Regions from separate parts of the Mus musculus genome. Here region 1 is linked to region 2. Evidence: chromatin contacts called from public promoter capture Hi-C data. All regions are on one chromosome and are shown on one strand. Each heading gives the region's core, a stretch centred on a gene start, on an enhancer-like site or on the middle of the called end of the contact. The rest is flanking DNA. Distances are from core to core; before and after follow the strand shown.

What was found. Promoter capture Hi-C pulls out the DNA fragments that hold promoters and counts their contacts.
Region 1: a promoter capture Hi-C map of liver shows a contact between it and region 2, with 4 times the contacts expected there. The contact joins the promoter of Isy1 here to the promoter of Nat8 in region 2. A contact is called at or near these places in 2 of 39 promoter capture datasets (frontonasal cranial neural crest and liver).

The regions. Positions count from the first base shown.
Region 1 is chr6:87,835,587-87,840,044 of GRCm38.p6, forward strand. It overlaps Isy1 (ISY1 splicing factor homolog), which reads right to left and starts at 3,173. Exons shown (of 11, transcript NM_133934.4): 1 at 3,058-3,173; 2 at 142-164. The coding sequence starts at 3,060.
Region 2 is chr6:85,830,804-85,835,346 of GRCm38.p6, forward strand. It overlaps Nat8 (N-acetyltransferase 8 (GCN5-related)), which reads right to left and starts at 1,476. Exons shown (of 3, transcript NM_023455.4): 1 at 1,375-1,476; 2 at 990-1,126; 3 at 1-417. The coding sequence starts at 346.

The DNA.
Region 1 (4,458 bases), core at 1,923-4,422, 2.0 Mb after region 2:
AAAACCACAAGCAAACAAAGAAAGGTTGCTTTAACACCTGGGGACAAGAAACCTCTTCTAAAAAGATTCCTACCAAAGGGATCTCATACAAGCTCTGTGCCAAATGTCAAATTTTTCAGCCCCAAGAAAATTGATACTCACATGGCTTTTTCTGCATTTCGGGCCTAGAAGGAGACAAGGGAAGAAAACACCAAGTTTAGAATAACTGTCTTTCTTGTGATTGATTTAAGTCGTACGTTTTAATCCATCAGTGTGTGTGCCTGCTTGTCTGTGCATGCACTGTGTGTGTGCAGAGGACAGGAGAGAACATCAGCTCCGTGGAACTAGAATGCAGGCAACTGTCAGCCGCCTGACATGGGTGCTGGGCACCGAACCTGCTCCTAACCACTAAGCCAATTCCTCTGGCCCTAGGATATCTTTATCACTTCTACTGTTTTGTTTGTAGGTTGGTTGGCGATATAGAAATTTCTGGTTTCTTTGGAAACTCAGTTGTGTGATGTGATGTCTTACTGAAAACTGTCTTATGAGAGGATGTTTTTGCTGAAGCAGACCCATGGGAGGATGTTTTGCTAAGAACAGACATGTGGTGTTGTCTGAAGGCAGTCTGGAAAAGGGGAATGTGATGTTTTGATAGAGTAGACGCTAGAGAGAACATGTGATGTTTGGAAAGGATATAAATGTAGTCCAACAGACAGTGGGTGATGCTGGATGGTATTGGTAGGCCTTAGCATTCTTTGTCAGTCATTGTTTGTCATGACTTCATAGAGGAAAACAAACCAAAAAAACTTCTGGTGATGTTCCAGCAGCTTCTTGCCACTTCTGCAGATTCAGGCCAATTGCCAGAGCCTTGCAGTTTCTTCTGGATCAACTCGCCGCTGCTTACTCATGAATGGTATTTTCCAGTCCCGCCATTGCTGACTCATGATGGTATTTGTGAATGGATCTAGCTAATACTGCTGATCTGTGTAAACTAAAATGCTGATATCCTGACAATGAAAATTAGATTTGCTCCAAAGAACTATTTCTCAACAGGTACACATCCTCCTCTGCTCTGTTAATCTTTCCTTTCCACTGCCTCTGATGGATGATGGACTAGAAGGGACATTAAAACATTTAAGAACCCTCATTAAAAATAGGTTGTAAAAAATCTAAACCTACCATTGGTTGGTTTCTGGCTTTTTGAGACAGCATATTCTGTGTAGCCCTGGCTGTCCTGAGACTTGCTCTGTAGACTAGACTGTCTTTGAAGTTAAAGATTGGCCACCTCTGGCTCCCGATCTTTGGGATTAAAGGCATGTGCCGCTGCCATCACCAGGCTGGTTTTTATTTTTTAAAATCATACACATGTGCAGAATGTACTGTGATCATATCTATTAACCTCTCTGACCCCTCTCTCACTCCTGATACGATAACGTATGCACCACCATACACCACTCTAACCAGAAAACAGCCTAGTTGTCTGTCTGCTGCCAGTGGCTATCAGAGGAGAGCATCAAGACTGGCTTTTGCAAAGTGATGTTCATTTAAGTGCTGCCGCAGCAGTGTTAAGTCAATGGTCCCTAAATGTTACACAGGATCAGGAAGAGAACAGTTTTTTTCAGTTGGATTGTGAACTACACAGAAAGCGCACCTGCTGAATTTGGAACTAGAGATTTTGCTCCTAGCTCTTCCTCTCACCATCACTGAGACGTGGTCTCACCAAAATCTAAGTTTCCCTTCACAGCACATATTGTAGCTTTTATCTTGCAACGTTATGATGACTTACTCAGATAAACGCATGAAGTCAAGCAGAAACAGACACACAGTCTAGAGAGTCAGCAAGATGAGTTTAATTTAACTTGCCCTTCAGATTGCCCCTTCCAATCAACTCTGAAAGGAACCTGGCCAGTGGAAGGTGGATATATGAACATGACATCAATACAGGACACACCCTCCTTCAGAAGTAGCTGTTCAAGACCACTGTTTCCTCTCCTTTTTAGGTTTCTGTTCTCAACAGTCTGTAGTGTCCAAAACATCCTCTGTAAGCATTCCATGGCTTCCTTAAATGTTTATGCATCTGTTTTATTTAACAGGAGTATGTATCTGTTTGCCCCTATGTATGTGTAAATACCACCCCGCCCAAAGTGTATTAATGTTTTTTTTCTACTTAGTATTATAAAGCACAGACTGACAAGAAGGCCTATATATTTGAATGTGTCCATATTTTGCACGTGGTTATGCATATACTTACACCTGATCCTTAAACATAATTTGGTATATGCATATAGATAAATATCTACCAAAATGGGCTGGTTTTGTAGATAAGACTATACAGATTTCAAAGACATCAATAAATCTCAGAAGTATGAAAGCCACTCCGTATACTTTTAAGGGGATTTTTACCTTTAATTTTTTAATATTTTTTGTATGTGTATGAGTGCTTTGCATGTATGCATGTAAGTGCACCACATGAGTGTCTAGTGTCACTTAACAAGTGGGTGTTGGATCCCCTAAAACTAGAGTTTTGGATGATTGTAAGCAACCATGTGGGTGCTGGGAACCAAAGTGAAGTGGTTTTTGATCACTGGGCCATCTCTCGAGGTCCACGGACACTTTACTTTGAAATTACTACAGTAACTGCGCCTCTTTGAACCAACACTGTGTCTGATCTCATACTTCCATATTAAACGCTTCTTGAGTGAATGAAACCGAGAATCACAACCTCTCAACAGATCAGCCCATCCTATTCATTCACTCACGGTTATGTCACACACGTCTAGAGAATGTCAGATTCTGTCCTCGGTTTCAGGCAAGCAAAGGCGTGGAGACCCTGCCCTTTAAAAGGTCCTATCCGTGGAACCTGAGAACGCCCGGGCCGTTCAGTCTCTACGCATAATGTGCTTCACCCAGACTGAACCACCAAGACGCAATACAGCTCCCAAACTCAGTTTTCTTGCCATTTCTTACAGCTACGCCAGGTGGGAAAAGAATCCCGGCATAGGCCAGGGAGCCCGAGGCCGCACACTGGCCCAGACCTCGGGTCCCCCGTGAGCCCCATCCCTTCCCCAACGCACTCACCATGGTGCCGGCGAGGGCGCCCTGGCGCCGCTCTGCAACGCAACGTGCTCAGGCGCCCGGAACAAGGCAGGCAGACGCGGGAACGGAAAACAGCGGACAGTCTGGTCTTTTTGTCGGAAGACTAAATGGAAAGGACCGGAAATTAAGGACCGGAAGCGAGGGAGGGAGGACGAGGGAGGGGAGAGAATTGCAGTGGAGCTTCGGTAGGCGGCTTCCCGCCGACGCGTGTCCAGTGCGTCATCCCGCGCCTAAGTCAGCAAGACTACGCTTGCGCGGCAGGAATGTGTGCGTCATTTGTCGTTTGGTTTCGTTCTGCTGGTAACTGCGGTCAAAGATTCGCCTGCCTCTGCCCTTCCTGAGTCTTCTATGACAGCAGATGACCTTTTTGAAAATGACTGCACCTCTCTGAATGCACTGAGTGTTCATAGCCCCTAGGGACCCTGCGTGGAGTTCTGTCACCTGCCTGGACCCGCCAGGCGCAGGCACTGGGGCAAACCATAGCCATTGGGGCGAACCTGTCTTCCTGGGAGGCTTCTTCACCGCTGCCTGCCATTTACCTGGAGCTGAACAGTGACTGAGACTATGATCGTCCTCCTTTTAAGAAACGTGTATAATTATCATTATTCTTTATTAAAGGTGGCTGTTTCCATGAAACTGACAGATGTGATCGTGAAAGAAACATTTAAGCCAAGGAATCAGCTCTCTCTCCACACATTCCCAGAAGGCAGAGACCACATCTTTTAAAATACAGAGATGCGGTGGTGGCGAACGCCTTTAATCCTAGCACTCAGGAGGCAGTGGCAGGCGGATTTCTGAGTTCGAGGCCAGCCTGGTCTACAAAGTGAGTTCCAGGACAGCCAGGGCTACACAGAGAAACCCTGTCTCGAAAAAACAAATTAATTAATTAATTAAAATAAAATACAGAGATAAGGCCAGGCTTGTTGGCTAATGCCTTCAATCCCAGCATTTTGATGGCAAAAGAGGCCAGTTTCTGTGAACTGGTGGACACCCTGGTCTTCATAGAGAGGAAATCCAGGCGAGCCGGGGGTGCATAGTGAGAACTTGCCTCAAAAACTAAAGAAAAAGGCAGCTTGGATCCCAAGACTCAGAAGGCAGGCATATCTTTGAAGTTTGAAGCTAGTCTACAAAGTTAAGTTCCAGGATAGCCACACGAAACGACTCGAAAAACAAAAACGTAATGAGAAGAAAATGAAATACGGAGTAAGGTCCAGAGAAGAAAAAGCTACCTGGAGCAAGTGGGAAGTTAGAGACTACGTGAGTCACTTAGCAGAGATGGATTCTGGAAATGGTGGTGGGCTCTCCCACTGAGTCAACACTAAGGAGAGTACCCTGTCATAGTCCATGCAAGAATGTTACCACCGTGCATATAAGACCAAATTA
Region 2 (4,543 bases), core at 226-2,725:
CCCCAGACTCAGCCACCCAGAAACCTGAGCCACGGACACTCAGGTAGGACTTGGTGATGTCAGCCATGTCTGTGTGTAAACATTTGGACACATAATTCTTCCAGGGCTTGCTGGCGAGGAACCACAAGAATAGGAACAGAAAGAAAATGCATACAACAGCCAGGAACCAGGAGCCAGACACCAGGACTATGGCAAGGGGCACCACAGCTAAGAGCAGGAGGGTTCGGGGCAGTGTCAGCAAGTGGCGGAAGGCAGTGGGTATGTGCTCCTCCATGCCCCTGGAGAACACATCCACGACCTGTTTGTAGTCCCTCTCCTGGAACTGGCGGATGCGAAAAGAAGCCATGGGGAAACTTCGTCTCAAATCTCAGCATCCATGAGAGACACCAGATCTGTTTATATTGCTGCCTCGCAGCCCTAAAGGAGACAAAGGAAGCCAGATGCATCTTCTAAACCTCTACTCACCACCCAGCTTCTAGCCTCGCAGGTTTTCACAGCCACCCAGGAGGGAGTAGAACACCAACACTGGGAGAAGGCATCAGTTTCCAGAACATTATACCCCAGACTCCTCCCCTGCAAAGTCACTGAAACCTAGGCATGTCAACTTCTCTGAGCCTGTGTGTGTGCTCATCTACTGACCACGGTAGTGTAATAACTGGTTTCCGGGGTGAATTGGGGGATTTAATACTGCAAGTTTGTACAGTCAGTCCTCCTTCCACCTCTATCCTTACCAAGTTACAGGCTACCTGATCTGTGGTACATGGACATGGTAGCCCGTGGAAGGAAGATGTGGTTCCCAGTTGTGCTTCCTCTTCAGGATTTATAAATACCAGAATCACACTTTCCCAATAGTAAGTTTCAGTAAATCTTCTTCCCCTGGTTAGAAAGTTTCAATCCACTAAAAGACAAGGGTCAAGCCCCAAGCACCCTACCTTCAAACACCCAGGAAGGCTGTGGGACTCTAGACCCCCACCCTCAGGAACACCAACCTTGTCTCTCTGTCCTCTTAGCTGCTACTACAGCCGAGTGTCCAAAATGGCCACAGTCACTGATAACATCCAGAACCTGCCAGGCCATGCCCCACCTCTGAAGAATAGACGTGGGCTGGTGCCTCATTGGCTGGTTCCTGGATAATCATAAACCAGAAGTCAAAGGCTGGAATGTGACAGAGGAGAGAGCTTTTGTCTGTTCGCTTTGTGATCCCCACAAGACTAACGTGGAGAAGCAAGCTCCACGATAGCTCTTACTCCTGTGGAAGGCTGCCATCTCTCTTCATGGCTTCTTCATGTTATACCATCTCTTGCCCAAGATTCTTGGTCCTGCCTGAAGCCCAAGATGCACGTGTTAGGTGAACCTTGGGACAGTGCAACTTACCCTGGGCTCCCCTGGGTAGAGGTCTCCTTGGCGAGCACCTAGGTGTTTGATAACCATGGGGAAGGAGTGAGCTTGTGATGAGGCAGGGAGCCAAAGTCCACCTGAGCTTGTGATCACCACAGAATTAACCTGGAAGGGAGGGGCATCTGGGAGGGGCATCTGGGAGGGGCATCTGGGAGGGGCATCTGGGAGGGGCATCTGGGATGGCTCAAAGGCCATCACTCTGGTGGGAGGCTGCCGCTTCTCTTCTTGGCCCTTCTGGCCTACAGCCTGTGTCTTGTCATAGTTGGTCCTCCCCAATGCCCACTTTGGTCTCTGCATGCACCTGCTAGGAGGAAATTGGAACCTGAGCCACTCCCTTAGACCTCACTTGTCACAAGCAAGAACCCAGGTCTGTGGGCTCCAGAGCCTCAGTGTTGAGTGTCCACTTCCTCACCCTCCAAGCTGTGTCTGCTCCTTGGCAATGGGTGCGGGTGGTCCTCAGGGACCTGCTGTCCCCATTCTCACCTACACAGGCTCTCGCTCACCTACCCATTGTTTGGTGGCCAGACCTGGACAAAGGGTACCTCTGTGAGCTCTAAGGGTTGCTCAGTGGTGGAGCACTGCACACCATCCCCACTCCTGTCTGCACACAGCCCAGTTTAAAATGTGGACTGGGTTAATGATTTCAGATATTTGATGTGAATGTAAAAAAAAAAAAAAAAAGTTCCACCAACTGGGGACCATTCTAGTGCAAGTCGTCATATTTGATGAGTGTGTTTGTGTGTGTATGTGACAGAGGAGAGAGCTTTTGTCTGTTCGCTTTGTGATCCCCACAAGACTAACATGGAGAAGCAAGCTCCATGATAGATCTTACTCCTGTGGAAGGCTGCCATCCCTCTTCATGGCTTCTTCATGTTATACCATCTCTTGCCCAGGATTCACGAGCGCTTTGCCTTAAAGGGCATTAAAATTCATTAGGGGAAACAAAACAAGACTGAAACCCAGTCAAGCAGCAGCGCAGGAGCTTCTGGGCTTTCCCTGCCCTCTGTGTCTTTATGTGCACAGTGCTCCCTTGGGGCTTCTCAAAGCCCAGAACTCTAAACCTTGGGAAGACTTGAAGGTGAGTTGGACTGTGGACTTTCCTGCCATTCTAAGCACAGGATGAGCTTCCTGCAACCAAATGCCGTCCCGAGACACCCGAAGCTTCCTAGTTCCCTCTGCCCCAGCATCCCAGTGTCAGTGATATTTAGCTGATTAGTCTAAAGTTCACTTGTATTTCCTGAGAATAGGAAGTGTGCCTTTGCTGTTAAGGGTCAGTTCTTTGTCATCTTGAAGAGGTTCAGTCCCAAAGACCCCAGGTTGCTGGAGATTCAAGCCACTGTGATCCCAGGTAGCTGATACTCTACAGATACTGATGGCCCCTGACAACAGCATTCCTAGTGACCTGGTAGAGAGGATTCTGGTAGCAAGAGTGTACATGCTCCCGGATGGATGGAGGTCCTCAGGGAGAAAGGGTGGGAGCACCAGGCTCCCAAGAGACCTACCATCATAATTCAATGTTGTTTGTACCTAAGGCAGAATGTAAGCCACCATTAATTCAATAACATAAGCACCCCAACAGAAGTAAAGGACCACTGGGAACCCAAGAAAACCTACATAGAGATGCAGATGTAAGGCAAGATGAGGAACCCTGGCACCCCAAAAGAAGAGAAGAATATCATGCAGCCAAGAATAGAAGCACTCAGATAGGGATGTAGGACTTCTATGTATGCAGGAGTGAGGGCATGGGCTCTGGTTACCATCAGGGTGTCCAGAAGTCCCGAGACTTCCTACAGTGGAGACATAAGCCACATAAAAGTAGGTTTGGGGTGGAGTGCTGGAAAGGTGGCCCAGTAATTAAGAGTGTTGGCTCTTCTGGCCTTCATGGGCACTTCATGCACGTGGTGCGCAGACATACAAACTGGTAAAGCACTCATATGCATAAAAATAATGTATTTTTAGAAAGTAGGTTTACAAGGATATTAAGGCTCTAGAGTTTTGGTATTGGGGGTCCTACCCCCATTCCATACTTATCCTGTTCAGACGATTATGGGATGGACAATTAATAGGAGTCCACTTTTATCTTGACCTCCACAGTTACCTTCTGGGAGGTCATGATGTTCTGAGGGCACGGAGCTAGAGGCAACAGAGACCTCTATCCCTCCTTGTGCACTAAACATCCCATGCAAGAGCCCTAGCATCCCTTCCTCAGGCCCCTTCCTCACTCTTACCATGTGACCACCCTGTTCCAAGTTCAAACTGACAGCAGTGTCCACAATAAGAAGCTGTGTGGGTACTAAACTAGGAGCCCCCCCCCCCAATTCACAGAGATAGAATGACAGGCAGAGGCTGATTCTCCAAATACAATCTAGTTCAGTGGGGAATCTCAGGGCATTGCAATGCTGTATATGTTGCCCACACAGGGCCTGCTTTCCAGTGGCTGGCCCAAATAAAGGAGAAGACTTATGTAACATCCTTACATAACCTCTCTTGGCAACAAAGACAGAAATGGAGAGGTTATCAGACAGGTTAGCAGACAGAGCAGCACTGTTCCCACAGTGGCAGACCAGTACAAGATTGTGGTGACCTTTTAGCAAGATGCAGTTCTAGTTTAGTCTTCAGTGAGTATTGCTAGTTTTGGGGCACACACCCTCCAGATCTCTCCTCTGTGACCAAGCAGCCTCCTTTGGTGACTTATGCATCAGGGGAGGGTCTGACTGAAGTGAGCCTGGGCAGATGAAGATAACCCACACAGCATCTCTGCAATTTACCAACACATCTGTGTCCTTGTGTGTGTTCAGTGGAATGGAGGATTTTCACAGAGATGTGGGCTGAGGATGGGCTTTAGGGCCTGTCTGTCCTCAGCCCTTGCAGTCTGGCCCTCAGCCTCACTTTCCAGAGCAGAAGCTTCCAGGCAAACTCCTTCCAGATTGGACAGAATCCATCTGGAAGAAGCTGGCCAACCAGGCTTCCCTGCCTCCGGGGAGGTGATAAATTCCTTCTGGCCTGAGTTTCTAATGGCCTGGAGTTGTTAATTAGTGTGGGGATAAGCTCCCTTGGGGGAGTGTGGGGTTTCTAAGCATAGCAGAGAGAGTGCAAAGGTCCTGTGCTTTCTTGATGCTGAGCGCAGCCCCACCCTCCACTCTGC